Linked DNA regions of Mus musculus: regions 1, 2 and 4 are each linked to region 3. Evidence: chromatin contacts called from public promoter capture Hi-C data. All regions are on one chromosome and are shown on one strand. Each heading gives the region's core, a stretch centred on a gene start, on an enhancer-like site or on the middle of the called end of the contact. The rest is flanking DNA. Distances are from core to core; before and after follow the strand shown. Region 1 holds the start of Atg9a (autophagy related 9A). Region 2 holds the start of Cnppd1 (cyclin Pas1/PHO80 domain containing 1). Region 3 holds the start of Cnot9 (CCR4-NOT transcription complex, subunit 9). Region 4 holds the start of Dnajb2 (DnaJ heat shock protein family (Hsp40) member B2).

Evidence for each region. Promoter capture Hi-C pulls out the DNA fragments that hold promoters and counts their contacts. Capture Hi-C pulls out chosen DNA fragments and counts their contacts.
Region 1: a promoter capture Hi-C map of pre-B cells shows a contact between it and region 3. The contact joins the promoter of Atg9a here to the promoter of Cnot9 in region 3. A contact is called at or near these places in 7 of 39 promoter capture datasets (the C10 cell line, cranial neural crest, hematopoietic stem and progenitor cells and 4 more), 1 of 484 Hi-C or Micro-C datasets (CD4 T cells), 3 of 115 datasets of contacts at active chromatin or transcription factors (astrocytes, effector CD8 T cells and memory CD8 T cells) and 1 of 9 other capture datasets (liver).
Region 2: a promoter capture Hi-C map of adipose tissue shows a contact between it and region 3, with 2.5 times the contacts expected there. The contact joins the promoter of Cnppd1 here to the promoter of Cnot9 in region 3. A contact is called at or near these places in 11 of 39 promoter capture datasets (the 3T3-L1 cell line, the C10 cell line, cranial neural crest and 6 more), 3 of 115 datasets of contacts at active chromatin or transcription factors (bone marrow-derived macrophages, cardiomyocytes and memory CD8 T cells) and 2 of 9 other capture datasets (adipose tissue and liver).
Region 4: a contact with region 3 is called in a promoter capture Hi-C map of liver, with 2.4 times the contacts expected there. The contact joins the promoter of Dnajb2 here to the promoter of Cnot9 in region 3. A contact is called at or near these places in 1 of 39 promoter capture datasets (pre-B cells), 1 of 484 Hi-C or Micro-C datasets (muscle stem cells), 1 of 115 datasets of contacts at active chromatin or transcription factors (memory CD8 T cells) and 2 of 9 other capture datasets (adipose tissue and liver).

What each region holds. Positions count from the first base shown.
Region 1 is chr1:75,189,211-75,193,538 of GRCm38.p6, reverse strand. Atg9a (autophagy related 9A) reads left to right here and starts at 1,529. Exons shown (of 16, transcript NM_001288612.1): 1 at 1,529-1,715; 2 at 2,659-2,716; 3 at 3,105-3,236; 4 at 3,384-3,427; 5 at 3,912-3,976. The coding sequence starts at 3,134. Ankzf1 (ankyrin repeat and zinc finger domain containing 1) reads right to left here and starts at 1,379. Exons shown (of 13, transcript NM_026187.5): 1 at 862-1,379. The coding sequence starts at 1,087.
Region 2 is chr1:75,141,448-75,145,738 of GRCm38.p6, reverse strand. Cnppd1 (cyclin Pas1/PHO80 domain containing 1) reads left to right here and starts at 3,028. Exons shown (of 10, transcript NM_026977.3): 1 at 3,028-3,096; 2 at 3,179-3,681; 3 at 4,236-4,291. The coding sequence starts at 4,255. Retreg2 (reticulophagy regulator family member 2) reads right to left here and starts at 2,953. Exons shown (of 9, transcript NM_170755.2): 1 at 2,611-2,953; 2 at 2,264-2,370; 3 at 1,786-1,816; 4 at 1,300-1,435; 5 at 1,033-1,117; 6 at 636-779; 7 at 386-480; 8 at 1-59. The coding sequence starts at 2,876.
Region 3 is chr1:74,504,554-74,508,875 of GRCm38.p6, reverse strand. It overlaps Cnot9 (CCR4-NOT transcription complex, subunit 9), which reads right to left and starts at 2,816. Exons shown (of 8, transcript NM_021383.5): 1 at 2,415-2,816. The coding sequence starts at 2,438. Usp37 (ubiquitin specific peptidase 37) reads left to right here and starts at 3,055. Exons shown (of 24, transcript NM_001310662.1): 1 at 3,055-3,216.
Region 4 is chr1:75,234,618-75,238,868 of GRCm38.p6, reverse strand. It overlaps Dnajb2 (DnaJ heat shock protein family (Hsp40) member B2), which reads right to left and starts at 2,446. Exons shown (of 9, transcript NM_001159883.1): 1 at 2,280-2,446; 2 at 1,921-2,017; 3 at 1,305-1,414. The coding sequence starts at 1,985.

The DNA of each region.
Region 1 (4,328 bases), core at 280-2,779, 690 kb before region 3:
CCAACCAAGGCTACGCAGTAAGACCCTATCTCAAAAACAAAACAAAACACAACATCCCCACTGATATGGTTAATGGGCAACCCCTTGCTCTTAAAAGTGAACTTGTGGGTGTACATAGCGGTCTCTCTGAGTTTAAGCAAGCACACACCCAGGAAAACAAGTCCAGGAATGGTCTTTATCACATCTTGATACCTAACCAAAACCTAGGAAAGGTGTACATCACAGTGTCTGAAAGGTCCCTTTAGCCCCCTTCCTAGTAAGCCCTAAAATACTTCTGCCGCACTGGGGATGGAATCCAGACCTGTACACTGTACAGTCTAGGTTTTTCTTAAAGTCCCACGTCTCCTTCTTGCCTCAGATTCCTAAGTGCTAGGGTTACAGGTGGGTATTAACAACTCCCAGATTAAATTTATTTTTAACCATATAAAACCAGTTCCTAAATGGATGTTCACATCTTATAACTCCCAGTTGCAGTGGACAACCTAAAAAAGTGCAAGAAAACACAGCCGAAGACAAACTAGTGTAGAAAATCAGTAAATTATTCTATATTTAGCAAAAGGGAATATATCTGACTGGAGTCTACTTCGATTTGAAATAGACCTAGGAAAGGTGTTTTAAAAGCAGTGGTATTAATGTAACGAGATATAAACAATAGCTAGAAACCTTTATGGTGACAATTTATGGGCCAGCCCTGTATAAACAACCCAAGGCTGAAATATATTGAGGAAAGAAAAAGCCGACCAACATAAAGTCAGTGTGGATTCCTAAATTGGGAAATCACGATGTAAGTCTTCCGTGTTAATAGACTTCACGGAACCCTGTGACGTTCCTCATAGGTCCACCCCAAAGCAACCCGGATACCTGGACAGGAAGTACGCGGCGCCCAGGCCAGAGCCTCCCCAGGAGCTTGGCTCACCAGGCTCAGGCCCCGAATGAGTGGAGCTTCCCCGTTGAGGGACAACAGGGAAACGGAGGCAGGGGCTGAGGCTGCACTTGGAGCTGGCGACGTGGCTGAAGAAGAAACGGAGGGCAGAAACAACTCTCCAGAACGAGATCCTACTGCCGCATCGCCAGCCGGTTTGGCCATCCCCACGCAGAAATGCCCTTCAGCCTTTACCCGCTCCCACAAATCAGTTCTGCGGTAAATACGTGAGGATCTTCAGGAGTGAAATGGAGAGCACCAAGACCCAATTCGAGTCCAGGAGTTACCAGTCAGAGTCTACCCAACGGAACTACTAGCACCGACACCAAGCCTCGTCACTCGACCCTCCCTCAGAAGCCTCCCCTAATGTCCCGAGAGCCGAGCCACACGCAAGACCACGTTCGAAAACTGGATTTCTGCAACACCACAACAATTCGGCGGCTACGGAGAGGCGAAGGGGACACACTGCCGCGCCCGTAGCCCAGCCCCTCATCACGTAGAGCACACTATTGGTCTTCTGCTCTCCAAGACCCGCCTTCAGCCTTCCGTCCTGCCCCCTGGGCTAAGAATTGGCCACCATGTCTCCACCCACTTTTTTCATTGGCCAGACTGGCTGCGGGTGACAGTGAATGACAGACGGAGGGCCTAGAGCTCCGGGTCTGGCAGAGCCCAGCAGAACAGACCCGGCTTCTGGAATCCCCTGGATCCCGGTTCCTGCGGTGACACGCGAGGCTGGTAACTGGAATCTCCAGACCCAGGCCCAAGCTGGCCAGGGATGCCCACTGAGCCCCAAGTGAGCTTGTAATGCGTAACGGGGGCAGGGGAGCGGCGGGCGGGCCGGGGGCGCGCAGCTAGAATGTTTTGATAGAGGGCGCGCGCGGCCAGGGGAGCGCGCGTGCGCCGGGGCCGCGCGCCGGGTTGTCCGCTGTTGGGAGCCTAGCCCCCGGCCTGGGGCCGGGCGACCCTGGGGCGCCCTGTGCTCAGGTCTAGGTGGCTGGGATTGGGGAGGCATCCCAGCCCACCAGGGATTTCAGCTGTAGATCTGGCTCGACCCCTCCACCATCCACAGACACCCCTGGGCACAGGCCCTTCCTGGGGAGATCCATGGGCCCTGGGTCTACACTGACCAGGTGAGTGTGTTTCCAGAGGCACACACCTCTTATTATTAACCAAGGGACTCCCTCTGGGACCAGGTCGGACCAAGATCCACCATCCCCAGAGTCTTTACTGATTGGGAGTATACCATACCACCTTGACCCCACCTGGCACTAGGCACCCAGGGAACCCACTTATTCAAGCGGGATCCGGAGTCTACATGGACTGGAAAATTCTGATCCAAAAGCCATGCCTGCCTACGTCTCTGATGCTAGGGAAGCAGAAGGGATTGTCCAGAAAAATCTTGAGAAGACTCCCATTCGGGGTTTTCTGGACCCCGAAAAGCATGTCTGATTTCTAAAGTTGAGGTAGACCAGAGGTAAAACAGTCCCAAAGGGCTGTTTGGATTCGGACCTGTACTGACTCACTCTGCACTGGGTCAGAGAGTTTAGTTACTCCCTGGTATCCTCAAAGTAGATGAATGGTTCTACATAGAACAACAGGGGACATCTGACACAACTGGCAAAGTGTCTCTTCCCCATCTCTCTGCCCTCCTTAGTGGGGGCTTGGACCGGTGGGAGGGTTGGATTTTTTTCTGTCCCAACTCTCCATTCTTTGAAGCCTGACACCTTTTCCTCCAGCAGCTGTCCAACCAGGGCACCCAGGACTGACGTGTAGCAGAAACTGTCCATGGAGCTGGTAGGACCATGTGCTTATCTTAAACCTTTGTTTACAAAAACATGCTTTCAAACTGTTAGTCTCTAGAGAGACCAGGGTTTCCAGGAGGGGCAGGGGAGGAAACTTTCTCTTCATTGGACAGAAAATGAAACAACTCACCCCATACCAGAGGGGCAGATTCTGGCATAGTAGCTAAGCCAGCAAAAGGTTCTGGGATTCAGGACCAGGGTGAAGGCCCCCTTAAGTCCCAAGCTTAGCTGTGCTTCTTGGGCTATATTATCCCTGTACTGCTTCTGAGTCAAGGATGCTAGTGGGAAAAAACAAATCCCTTTCTCATTCCCTCTGGCCTGGTGGGCAGGACAGCAAGGAGACAGTGCCTGGATCTGATCCGGGTTCTCTTCACTGGCAGGTTAACAAGGTGGACAGGGGGCTGTGGTGATGGCACAGTTTGACACTGAATACCAGCGCCTAGAGGCCTCCTATAGCGATTCGCCCCCCGGGGAAGAGGACCTGTTGGTGCATGTGGCCGAGGGGAGCAAATGTGAGTTTTGGGACATGACAGCTAGAGCAGGGGCATGGGCGGAAGTTGCTGGAGGAACCCTGAGTGAGCAGGGCAAGCGGAGGGGGGAGGCTGGGGGGGGAGAATAGCCACTTCAGGGAGCTGACATCTCTGCTCCTGTGTCCACAGCACCTTGGCACCACATTGAAAACCTTGACCTCTTCTTCTCTCGAATATCCTTTGTGTCTCTGCTTTGGAGCTCTTCCACCTTTTAGCCTGTCTCTGAGCGAGGGAGGTCTCTGATGGGAAACAGGGATGCGTTCCACTCCGGTCCATGGAAAGGGAAATGAAACTCATATTGAAATAACGATTGCTAAAAGTAGTGATACCTCATATTAGCTGAGAGCTCTATGTACTTGTGTTACTTTATGAAGAGCTTTTCTAAGGGTGTAAGTTGTTAATGGTAATAATGCCTTTCGACTCTGTCATTTCAGTGCTGAATACTTTGAATGCATGCTCCTAGACCCAATAACCCTAAGAGGTAGCAATGGCTATTATCAGTTTGCCACTGTGGGCAAAGCTTAGGGAAGTGACCTGTTAAAGATCACACTCCGGAGAGTTCTAGAGCCAGGACTTCAGCTTGGGAGTGTGAGGACATCAAAGTCTGTATTCTTAGGTGTCTTTTGCTTACCGGCCACTTTTTCTTAACACTTACACGTTTATAATCTCCACCAGAAGAATGGCTTCACATGTATGCTCATTGGAGAGATGTTTGAACTCATGTAAGTATACGAAGGGATTCATGCTGTGGTAAAAGAATCCTTCTGGTCTTTCTTTTTGCACCTGCCAAGGCAACACAATCCTAGGCCCTAAACTCTGCAGACCTTTATGTCTCAGGCCCAGGTATAACATTTAAACCTATAGCCTTGCCTCTTGTAAGAACTACCTAGGTCTTATCTCTTTTGGTTTTTTGAGACAGGGTTTCTCTGTGTAGCCCTGGCTGTCCTGGAACTCACTCTGTACACCAGGCTGGCCTTGAACTCAGAGATCCACCTTCCTCTGCCTGGGATTGAGTGCTGGGATTAAAGGTGTATACCACCACGCCCAGCGCCCTATCTCTTTCATAACAAGAGT
Region 2 (4,291 bases), core at 1,779-4,278, 640 kb before region 3:
TCATCTGACAGCTCAGAGTCTGTAATAGCCAAGGCCAGGGCTGTTTTCTTCACATCCACCTGCAAGAGAACCAGGATGAATCCAACATACTGGGATAAGCACACTTTACCCCCAAGCCTTCTGGTTCCCAACTACTTGAGAACTGGTAGCTCTAACTCTAAAGCAGACACATTCTTGACCCCTTTGCCTTTTTCATTTTTTTTTTTTTTGGACATAGGAGGTCTTATGTGGTCCAGGCTGATGTCAAGCTCATAACAAAAACCAGGCTGATTTTGAATTCTTGATCCTTCTGCTTCCTCCTCTCAAATAGGATTACATGTGTGCACCACAATACCCAACTTCCCTTCGGCCTTCTATTTGACATCCCATCTTCCCTGGACCTCACCACTGGAGAGAAGCCAGCCAACTCTGCCTCGCTTTCACTCTCTGTTTCCGCCAGTGGCTCATCTCCTGCTGGGGGTGCACTCTTCCCTTGGCGCTCTAGAGAAGGGCAATCAGGCAATAATGAGCGGAGATAACGGTGGTGACAAATATGGCTAAGGAAGTAGAAATGATTTCAATTCCAGGACACACCATGAGCCATACACTACAGGTTCTCCCTGCCTCTCCCCATCCAGGTTAAGAGAATCCCTTACTTCTCTTGTCATGTTTGTGGTGCAGGGCATCAGCTTCAGCTTTCATGCTGTAGTCCAGCTGCATGAGCAAGGGCTCCAGGCGAGTATACATCCTCTGGATCAACTCGTGATAGACCACCAGGGGCCACAGCAGGATACTCAGCACTACGGGTTAAGAAAGTGCACTCAGAGCTCAGTTGGCCACTTTCTCAGGAGCCTTCATCCAAACTGTCCCCTGAACAGGTAGGTCTGAACAAAGACGGGATCCTTTCTCAAGGCAGTGATACCCTCTTCCCCCATCTGCTATCCTCCTCCCAGGTGAGTAACTAACAAAGAAAACACAGTCTTTCCTTTGGGTCAACCCAGGAAAAGAAGACTAGACAGGGCTTTGGAAAGAGCAGGAATGAGCTCCACTCACAGACAATGTAGGAAATCATAACTCCCGGAACATAGTGTCCCAACACAGCCAGCACAGCACAGGCAGCGCAGCCCCGAGCGCAGAACTGCAGGGAAGAGCACAGGAGCAGTGAAGAACACAGGCTTACACCATGTGCACAGTCACCAGGGGAGAAACTATTCATGTGGTGGAAAAAAATGGGAACCAGTTGAGGAAATTTACAACAGTCACTGCACGCGTCACTCTCTCCCAGCCCGACTCCTGCAACCATTTCAGGATGGGGTTTACCTGAGCTGGATTCTGCCTCTTGTACTGCAACAGCTCTTGCAGGTGAATCTGGAAGGTGAGCCAGCTCTCAGCCAGGTATCTGCACAACTCGGGCACACTCAGCAGGTGCGGCTGGGCGCCTGACCCCGCACCCTCACTGGGGAGACATGACATGACCCCTGGAGGCCTCAGAAACCAGCTAAGACACTCAAGTCACTTTGAGACTGCTGATGAGATCTCACTCTGGAGGCCCCACCTCCCCCAAAGGAAGGCATCCTCATCCTGGGATGTAAATTCCCAGGGTACTCAACCCTCTACCTCCACGGGAGAAGGAACACAGCGTTTGCATACAAAGAAGCCTAGAGCCAGGCATACTTTTGCTTGCTGTAAGTCCCTTCATTACACTGGGCCTATGCCTGCACAAGCCACAGCCCTGCTCCTCTTTGAGCTGAGCACAGCAAGCAGACCACATTTGGGCATCTTCTTTAAAAGGTGGCCTATACTCACCTGTCAGAGTGTGGTTCTTCAGGGGGTGGTGCTATGGAGAAAAGGGTGTGGGGTAAGTTAAGAATACAAGAAGCACTTAGAGACAGATCCAAAGTCAGAAAGAGCTGCCTCTCTTTAACATTCTTGGTCTCAATTTTTCAGTAATCCCTCTGTCTCTCGCTTCCAGGCCTGAACCACTATGTGAAGTCCAGAGCATTCCCTTTACCCACCAACTACAAGGTGTACGATATGCTGTTTCTGAACCCAGCTTTAAATGCTATATAGTTTTGACTACTAAACTCACAAGAACATTAATTTTGGAAAAGAAACAATTCTCATTTCAGGCAATTTTCTTAAAAAAAAAAAAAAAAAAAAAAAAAACGATGGAAGGGCATACAGGATGCCTTAGGAGATAAATGGCCTTCCTGTGCCTCCCCTCAAGTAGCAGGGTGATGCACGGAGCAGGTGCATACAGTGCATGTGGAATGAAGAAACTCACCTGAAACGTCAGGGAGAAAGCGAGGATGCCAGAGATCCAGTAGAAAATAGGTCAAAAGTGAGATGCTGAGCAGGAAGAAGGGCCGGAGGGACGACGAAGACAACAACCTTAGGGAGACAGGCATCTCAGTTGAGGCTCCCAAATCCATCGAAAATCACAGAAAGACCCATGGATGGGGAGATGGCCCTCTAAGCCTCACCCAGTCACTAAGAGACTAAAAAATGGGGCCACCTGGTGCAGGATCACCGCCCCAGACGCTGACAGCCCTCCAAGGGAGGGAGCACCCGGTCCTCCCGCCCCCGCTCTCCCGCGCAGCCCGGCCCCGCCCCCTCCTCCGTGGCCGTTACCAGAAGAGGCCGTTGAGTGTGGCCGCCGTGACCAGGCTGTGCAGCGGCTTCTCCCAAACCAGCAGTCGCTGTGCGGCCGCCAGCACCGCCTCCCAGCCGCGGAGCCGCAGCCACAGGGACGTAGCTAAACGTCCCACTGCCTCGGCTGCGGCCGCCTCCTCCTCCGCGTCGCCAGTGGCCTCACCCATGCCGAGGCTCAGCCCCAGGCCCAGGCCCAGCCCCGAGGTGCCACCCGCGCCGGTGTTACCGCCACCGCTGCTCGCCATCACCGCGCCGCAGCCGCTGCCCGAGCCCGCGAGGAGCCAGGGCTGCGCGGCCGCCGCCGGGGGCGCGTCAGACGGAAGGGGGCGCACGCACGGGCGAGCAAAAAAACCTGCGGTCAAGCGTCACGTGATGAAGCGCGATGCCACGTGACGTGCCCTAACAGCCCGGATGGGACGCCCGCGCGTGCGCGTTGGCCGCTGTCGTGATCCTGCACCCACGAAGGTGTGCTTCCAGGGTGCTGGAGGGGTGATCCGGGGCGGGCGTTGAGGCTGCGAGGCCTGAGGTCTTCTCCCGGTGTTTACAGGGCGGCTGGAGACCTCTTTGTCGCGTGAGGCACTGCCCAGAGGCAGTGAGTGGGCTTTCAGGCCCCCAGGATCTTGACTACAATCTGCTTGGGATCGGGAAGGGCGGTGCCATCCCCATTACTCAACCCTCTTCGCCTCCAGTCCCCTCCCCTCAGCGGATAAACAAACACCAGCGCGTGACTTTAATGACTTCAAAGCAGCTTCACCAACTTCGAAAAGTTGTTTCTTCCTTCTTGGAGCGTCGGCCCTCTCTCTTCCCAAAATCTCTCAGCCGCAAATTGTGTGGAAGGAGTGTTTGGAAATAAAACATCCAGGCGCTGTTTGCTTTGGGGAGACCTGTTTAACATCGTACATTGAGGCTTTATATCTTTTGAGATCATTTAATTGCTGGAGTAACCATACAGAATACAGTATGTATTCGAGTGTTACAGTTTCAAACTTCTAAGGGGCATAAAGATTCAACAGATTCCCTCCCACCTTGTTCACAGTTCTCCCACCTACGGTAAGTTTCTTGTTCATCTTTCCTGGGCATTGCTGATTGAGTGCGTCTTCCCTAAAACCCAGGAAACAACTCGCCGCGTTGCCTTTGTGTTAGGCTCGTTACTATCTGTACCACGACTACAAAGCCTGGTCAGCGCGTTCACCCTTGGTGTGTCGCGGTCCCCTGGGAACCGTATTACAATTGCCCCCGGTGCTCATAGCTCCGGAGACCCGGAGCTCTCAGGTTGGGCAAGGCAGGAGGCACTTCCTGCCGGGCGCGCAGACTCGTCGGTGACACTCACTCCCGCAGCTTATAAACGCCTAGCGAACGCGGCACGGGCTGAGAACACTGCTGGCCCTCGTACCTCCTGGTTCGCCTGGTGAGCGCCGCGCCTGTCGTCGGGCGCCGGGAGGCCCAGTCGCACGCGGAACAGGAAGAGGCGTCCCACGGCCGCCTGCGAGAAGGGAGGAGGCTGCGCGCAGTCGGGCGGTGGCCCTTTCGGGAGAGGTGGGCCAACGGGTGAGCACGGCTCTGGGGTCACTTACGATTCCTTCCCTTTCCCTCCACCTTCGCAGGGTGGCGGCTGACAGTGCGATGGACCTGACTGGGCTCCTGCTGGACGAAGAAGGCG
Region 3 (4,322 bases), core at 1,567-4,066:
TGTATAACTGGGAAAGAAGGAACAAAAGCAGCTAGGGGCTTCTTTCCCATTATTGTCTGTCAGTCGACTGCCATTTCCTTCCTCCCTTAATGGCTCATCCCAGACCTTGGTGAAGTGAGATCATCAAAAAGAGGACCAATCAGACCAATGTCAAAACTAAGGGTGACAGGAAACCCGGAGGTATTGATTGACAAAAGGTATGGAGAAGATTAAAAGACTAGATTCTCATGACTAGCATAATCATGGGAACAAAATGAAGTACATGCTGCCCAGTGGCTTCTGGAAACTTCTGGTCTACAGCATTAGAAAGCTTGAAATGTTTCTTTGTAACAAATCTACTATGCTGAGATTTCTCAGTGTTTCCTCTAAGAACTGCAAAATCACTACAGAAAAAAACAACACAGCTGGCCTTCAGTTACCAATCAGGCTGACAATGAAGGAAATGAGTATGTGGCTTACATATATACTTTATTTGTGCTTAAATAAACACACACACACACCTATGGAAACTATAGTCCCTTAAGAATTTTAACAAGTATAAACAGAGACAGGATATAAAATATTACTTGCTCTGAAAAGAAGAAATCAACTTCATGAAGTAGTATGTTCTTAGTTTTTTTTAAATGAATGTTTATTAGTTTGTGTGTATTGTGAGTTCTGGGGACTTAACTCCGGTCAATACACTTGGCAACAAGTGACTTTACCCACTAGGCCACCTCACTGGTTCCTGAGCAATGTGTTCCTGTCTAGGTCTCAGTTACACTTAGCTGAGTCGCTTGCTTTTTTTCTTCCCTTTTGAGACTGCATCTTACTGTGTATCTCAGGCTGGCCTAAATAAAACGCTCTGTAGACCAGGCTGCCCTTGAATGCAGAGATCTGCCTGCCTCTGCTTCCCTGGGTGCTGGGATTAAAAGCATTGTCATGCCAATCAGATTGTTTACTTTTGGGAGGAGTCTCTGGAGACTGAACCAAGGGTGTCACACATGCCAGATCAAATATTCTCCTATAATTAATATCTCTACCCATCTTTTTAAAAATGTTTTCTGAGATAGTCTTATTAAATTGCCAGGCTGGTCTTGAACTTGTGATCTGCCTGTCTGAGCTGATATTACAGAGGTGCTGCCACCACCCTCTGGAGGATGTTTTTCTTTTCTTTTTGGTCAGGATATCACTATGCTATCATGGTGGCCTGAACTTTCCATATAGACCAGGCTGGCCTCAAAATTCACAGAAATCCCAAGCACGGCTGTCCTAAATATTTCTTTTTATACTTGAAGTTAAGGTAGTTTTTCATATTTTATTTAGTCATTATGTTACGTTGTCTCATAATGTAATCTAAATACATTATTTTCCTGATAGCATTTCCCCTTGGTGAAACAAAGTGAAACTGGCCTTTGGAAGTGTCTTTAAACTATGCTGCTTCCAGTATGGTTGTGAGTGTAGCCATTCAGTCAGCATTATTTGAGTGCTTACCTTACTGTAGTAGGAACTGTCCCAGTGGTGGGGAAAACAAGTGAACAGGCCTCACCAAATACTTGCCCCTGACTTACAGAGTACAGACAACCCACAAGTAAAAGTAAAATAAAATATAAAAGTCTAGTAATTAAACCGTGGGATCGGTGCTCTATATGAGAAAATGTTGGGGTTACAAGCTACTATGAATATGGTCGGAAAAAGTCACTCTGAGGTAAACTTGTGTGTATGTATGGAGGCAGAGTCCTAAGAAAGACATTCCAGGTAGAGAATATGTAACAGAAAAGTTCATATACTTCTTGGTCGGAGCTTAGGGAGCAAGTGACAAAAACCAAGCCCATAAACGTGACTAAGGACCACATCATACAGGGCTTGTAGGCCAGGGAAGGAGTCTACTTTCTCTAAATTTAACCGAAAGCCATAGTACGACTCTAGGGAGGTATAATACATGATTTGCTTTTCTTGTTAAAAGATAAAACGCGAGGCGTGAGGAAGTCTTTCCTCATGCAAAAAGCAAGTGGCTTGAGCTAGAAGCCCATTTCCGAACCACTGAGATGTGCCTAGGCGAGGAAGTCTAGGATCACGGGACCAGAGCGAATGGCCGTGGCAGTATCCTCATCCCCGCCGACGCCCAGCATTCACAACCCGCGTCCAGATAAACTGACGCCAGGCGCAAAGGAATCAATGAATGGCCTGCTGGGGCAGCGCGGGGCGCGGGACCAGGCCTTGGCGCTGGCAAACAACGCGAGAGGCCGCGCGCCAGGCCAGGAGAGGGGGCGGGAGGGGATGAGAGGGAACAGCGGGGGTCCGGCTCCGCCACGGTCGGCGTGTGGAGACCCCCAGACCTTGCGACTAGGGGCAGGAGCAGCTGGACTCAGGGCCCGGATCTGGGAGCTAGAAAACAGGCTGAGACGGACATCCGAGCGGGAGCAACCACTCACCGCTGCCGTTGCCAGGCTGTGCATGTTTGGAGCGGCCGCCGCACTCCTCCTCCCGCCGGACGCACCGGACCCGCGTCCCAGCTTCAGCGGCTCTGATGCCCAAGATGAAGTGCCGCCATCCGCCTCCGCCTCGCTCCGCCCCCTTCGCGGGCCTTTGACCTCTCACCTCTGACCCTCCGCCCACCCAGCCCTTTCCCGCCTCCCGGACCTCGGCCTAGCAAATAATCTCAAAGTATGTTCTTTGAACCTTCAGATTCGGGATCAAAATGACGTCTGCAAACTACTGGCCCTCGTATCCCCACAGCATCGCAGGTAAATCCTTTGAGAGACGTGAACTCTGACTTTCTCCCGAAGGCCAGACAAGGGCGGGAAAAGGCCAGCAGGCTTGGAAGGACACGAATTGCGCATGCTCAAGCGGTTGCGCGTGAGGAAAATGGTAGGAGGGCCAAAGTTGGTAAAGTGGACGGTGCGCATGTGTATTACAGTGTCGTCACGGCGGGGGCGGGGCCGCCCGGGTTAGGGGCTGGGCATGGTGAGGGGCAGAGCGAATGCTTGAGGGGCGGGACTTGCGCGCTTACGCGCACGCGCCTGGACTGGTTGCGTCGAGAGTGCGTGCGTCCGTACGTGTTTGCGTGTAGTCATAGTTCCCGCCATCAGCGGGTTTAGGTGTGCTAGGAGAGAGACCGGCCTCGCTCTCTGGGGCTAGTAGAGCCCCTTCCTTCCGAGCCTTTCGGCTCCACCCCCTCCGCGGGAACTTTGTGCTTCCGGCAAGCTTGTCCGGAGCTGGGACCCTCTAGCGCAGGTAAGACGAGCCGGGACAGCTTCTGAATTGAGCCGTTTTCCCCGGCACCCCCACCCCACCCCTGCGGTCCGCCCACTCGGCGTCCACTTCAGAGTTCTCCCGGCTGCTGCTTAGCCCGCCCCGGGTCCTTGGATACCCAATGCCTTACAGGTGCCCCGTTCGAGTGTTGCCCCCTTTACTTCTCCTTTAACGCGTCCGTGTTGTCACTTGCTTTCTGCATTCTAAATCTGGCCTCTCTTCACCAAGGTTCAGGTGGTCTCAGCGTACCTCCCTGCAAGGCCTGCTGTCTTTACAGGTGACTTTGTTGCCACATATCCATTAAAACCTTGACTGCGATATTCACACGCCCGCTTGACCATTCTTTACTTTCCTACTCCTCTTAGACATTACTCGCTGAAAGGGAGTGTAATTTTTGTCGTGCCTTTGGTTGCTACCCATATCTAGCCAGGACACTGACGGTGTCTATTGAACCAATTTTAAATCAAAATCTGGAGAAAAATAAAAAGGTAATAAAGTTCCGTGTCGTTGGAGAGTTGTACTGTAGTGTTTTTCAGATATTCCTTTGGCGAGTTAACAGTACCTGATGAGTCTATAGTTGAAAGAACTAATCTAAGAGGGAATGTTAAGGGGGCATTTTGGTTTATTGTGTTAAGTATTAGAGGAGGCTTCTGGGCCAGACAGATAGGCTCTAGTGTGTTTGTATGATGTTTGTCATTTGTCATGTTAATATTTGGGTGAATATTCAAAAGAATAGTGTTGCATACTGGCAAAAGGAAAAGGAGGGACTGAAGACCCAAGGACAGATGTAATCAGTTGGTAAGAAATTTTGTCAGGGTAAATGATTTGGTTTTGGACTGGGGTTCTCCCCTGTTGTACTTCCATTTCTCTCTAAGCTTTAAATTCTGCTATATGTTGATAACTTGAGATTTTCTTATTTTCAGCTCCATATTCAAATAGCCAACTGTCTGCTTAACATCTCAGCTTGATTTTTTCTCCCCTTAGGAATTTCAAATATGATACCTTTAAAAACTGGAGTCAATCTGTCTCTTGTACCCAAATTCTCTCCTTTCCAGTGTCCACTACACCACAAGCGGCATGCATGTCCA
Region 4 (4,251 bases), core at 1,197-3,696, 730 kb before region 3:
AGCTAGGACCACAACAAGAGCATGCGCCACCCTTCCCTGGTACAGCAGTTCTCCTTTGGAATCCTCTTCTCGGTGTGTAACCTGCCTCTGCACATACCTGACTCCTGTCGGTCTTCCCTAACCAGAATACGATAGACCACGGGACGAGGACGGGGCCTGCTTGCCCTCCACTGTCTCCCTAGTACCCGGAAATACCTGGCACAGTAATTTTAGGAGATATTTTCTGGGATCATTTGTGGGGTTTGGTTTTGGTGTTTTGAGACAGGGTCTCATCCTGTATCCAGGCTGTCTTCAACCTCTCTGCAATCACCTTACCTCAGCCTCCTCAGTGCTGAGGTGACAAGTGTGAACCACCACCCACATCATCTCAGAAATACATTTTAAAAGATACTGTTAGCCGGGCGTGGTGGCGCACGCCTTTAATCCCAGCACTTGGGAGACAGAGGCAGGCAGATTTCTGAGTTCGAGGCCAACCTGGTCTACAAAGTGAGCTCCAGGATAGCCAGGACTATACGGAGAAACCCTGTCTCAAAAAAAAAAAAAAAAGATACTATTCATGTAGCCCAGGATGGTCATGAGTTTGATATGTGGCCAAGGAAGACCTTGAACTTTCGATCCTCCTGCCTCCATCTTGTGTCGCTAGGATTACAGGCATGCGCCACCACGCCAAGTTTATGCGGGGCTAGGGATCATACATAGGGCCTTGTGTATGTTACCAAAGCACTCTACTGACAAAGTTACAGCCTCAACTAGTGGTTGTTGTTTTGAAGTTTGTTTACTTATTGAAACAGGACCTTTGACCTTAAAATCCTCCTGCATTACCTTACCTCCTGAGTGCTGGAATTATAGCCATGTCTAGTCAGACTGTTTTCTAAATGAATGAATAAATGAATGAGTGAATGACCTGGGTCTGGAATCATGGCTTGACAGTAGAAAACTTGCTTTAGCATGTGCAATGCCCTAGGCATACTCAAGCACAGAGGAAAAAAAAAAATCACCCATCAGACCTGGATTCATATTCTGGCTCAAGAAATGGGCAAATTATTTCATCTCTCTCAGCCTCAGTTTACTAGCCTACAAAATGGGGGTGATAAGCTGGCCTGGCAGGAAAGCTATGACCTTCCCCGATCAGGACCCAAATTGCTCTTCAGACCCTGCTAGACAGACATAACATGGAGGCGATTAAACACTATCTAAAATAAAATCATGGAGGAGACGGGATGGAGGCGTGGCTTTAGGAAGGAGTACCAAGAATGAATGGAAGCAGGGGGACATGCCGGTCCCTGCAGGACCCCAAGCCTTACTGTCAGATAGTACTTCATAGGCCTCTGCCACCTCCTTAAATTTTTTTTCAGCAAATTCTTTATTATCCGGGTTCTTGTCTGGGTGCCACTGCAGAGCCTTCTTTCGGTACCTGCAGGAAGTGAGTGCAGAGGGAGGGTCAGGAGACTGATGTAGGCTTTGCCCACCGACTACCCTTTTTGCTTAGTCCAACACCCTTTCACTGCCCCGATCCCAGAATACCTCACGACTGCAGCCTGTATTCAGGGGTTTCTCTCCCTGTGGTGTGCCAGGGATATGAGTAAAAAGGAAAGTCCCTGCCATAAGCCCTTTCTTGGGGTTCTTTTGATAGAGCTATCTATAGCCACAGGGAGAGTGGAGACACTGTCCTGTCTCATAGCCTGGGCATTTTAGCACTGCAACCTGGGCAAGCCCACATGTAGGAGCTGGAGGAGAGGGGAGCTGGGTGTATAGAGGACGCTAAAGAAGGTCAGCTCTTCTTCCCTGGCTGGACTTGGTCTTCGTACTTTCCCAAGGGTCTCCTTCCTCCCTTCAGCCAGACCTCTAAAGGGCCCCTGGCACTCAGGGGGGCGGGGAACAAGGGTCAGAGCCTTTCTGTAACACAGCCGAGGCACTTACGCCTTCTTGATGTCATCAGGGGACGCACTCCGCGGTACGTCTAGAATCTCGTAGTAGGATGCCATGGCAACTCAGCGTCAGACGTCCCTCCTCCAGGCTGCGGGAGAGAAGGGGTCAGGCCGACAGAGGCACCGCAGCTCCGTGCGGCCGCAACCCCGGGCAGGCAGGCGACACTTCGAGGTGGAATCGGGCCGGGGAGCCACGCCTGCGGCCAGTGACTAGGCTCCTTCGCAGCCTTTATCTGGTCCCGCAGGCCGGTGCCCAGGGCTATCTCACGGCAGGAGTGGGGAGCCCTACCCGAACCCCCTAAGTCTAGTAACCCGATCTGAACCCCCAACCTGACCCAGCTGGGACCGCACCTCCTCTGCCGGGAGTCCCGCCCCTGCCCCCCGCAGGGGAACCGCCTAGCACCCGCTGCCCGGCTCGCGGCCACTGCGTACGACACGCCAGGCTGGGTTGTGTGCGCAAGCATGCGTCAGCGCCCTGGAAACTACTAGAGACTCAGAGGGCCGGCTCGGCCGGTCACACGAGGGGGCGGGGGCGGGGGGGGCGGGGGCGCTGCAGGGGCTGCTGGGAGATGAGGGCGGAGCCGTTTATTTTAGTTTTTCACCCAGGCGACGTCATTCCCAGGTGGGACTTAGGAGGCTGAAGTCGGCTATATCTTTCCAGCTATGACGCAGTCTCTCAAACACAGGCAGAGGGGCGGTCCGCAAGCTAGGTGCGGGTCCCCTGTCCTGTCGCTGGCCTCTAAAAGTGCTTCACGATCCCTGAGTACTTCCCCCAGGCCATCACCTCCAAGACTCACCGAGTCTCCTCTGGGCCTAACCCTTCTTCATAGCTTAGCTCCAGTGCTAAGTCTTCAAAAGAGGCTGCCCTGGCTCCCCTGAGTAGGTCAGACCTGCTTTTTATAGAGTCTCGTGGCATTTTCTTCTCCACACTGTCAGAGCCACAAATTAACATTTATTTGATGATCATCTATCTCCCCCAGTAGAATGTAAATTATACAAGGTAAGAATTGTGTCCTCCTTCGTTCGTCATCCCCTTAGTCTTTAGTCAGAATTGAAACGTATCAGTTGGACAGCCGAATAACACTTGGAAGACTTTTAACATTTTTGACCTAGAAAGGGTGAGGTAGAAGAGCCTAGTATGAGGAAATTAGTAGACTCAACGTTTCTCTTCCACAGCTGATCGTAAGTAGATCTATTTAGCCTCAGAATGATTTCTGGATTCAGATCTCAGGAAAAGGGAACCTTCCAGAAGTGGGTCTTGTTTTATTCCATCTGGCCAATTCCTAGACATTAGTGTACTGTTTTCTTAGTAGATGCTGCCAGAAGGTACTAAGAATGTAAAGCTATGGGGATAGCTTAGGGGTAGAGTGCTTGCCCAGCAGCCGCCAGACCTTACTTAGCCTCAATTCCCAGCACTGGGGGAGGGATAAAAAATGGCATGGGATGTCACACACACACACACACACACACACACACACACACACACACAGCCTATCAGCAGAACCCACTGGGAAACTCAGAACTCTGAGAGCAGGGAGACCTGGCCTTGCAACCGGATGCTGCTGTGTGACTTGGGAACATCCAAGGCCTGTTTTCCCCCTTAAGTATAGGTAACACCTAGAGTTGTTAGAAGTCAAATGAAGCATGGTTTATGGAAGCTGTTATTAGCATAATGCTTTCTGGTGTCACACATGACCCAAGCAGGAATGGTTGTATGAGTCCAGTCAGTGTTTCAGGACAGGTGACCTGGGGACATCTCATCAAAGCAACAGCTTGAGCACCAACCAAGGGAAGGCTGCCGTCATTTTGTCCCCTTTTCCTGTCTCCCCACCTTCTGAACTCCTGCCTACATCTAGAGACTTCCTACCTACACTTGGGGAATTTTGGTTGTTTCAGCCTTAATAAGAGATGAAGTATCTACCACAGAACTTTGAGGCTCTTGCTTCCCTGATCTAAGGGTGCAGGCACAAGATGAGTTCTGCCAATGAGAAGTCACGACTAAGTGGGACTTCAAATCTGAATAGAGAAAGAGAGATGAAGGTGAAGGTGGCTAAGAATTTGCTTCTGTGTAGTGCAGGTTGCTGTGGGTCCTTCAGCGGCCTCTTGTGCCTGGAGGAGGAAGTGTCTGTCCCCGTGCTGAGGACAGATGATCACTGTCGGGAGGGAGGGGACAGAGCTGCCAGACCTCCTTTGTCACTGCTGTTTGAGGTTTGGCTGCCAGCCCTGCATTGACTGAATCGATGCGAGTTCCATACGTTGCTAATTTGAGGGTGATTTAGTGGCGGGAAATGGTTGATTTAGTTTAGTTTTGCTTTGCTTTGCT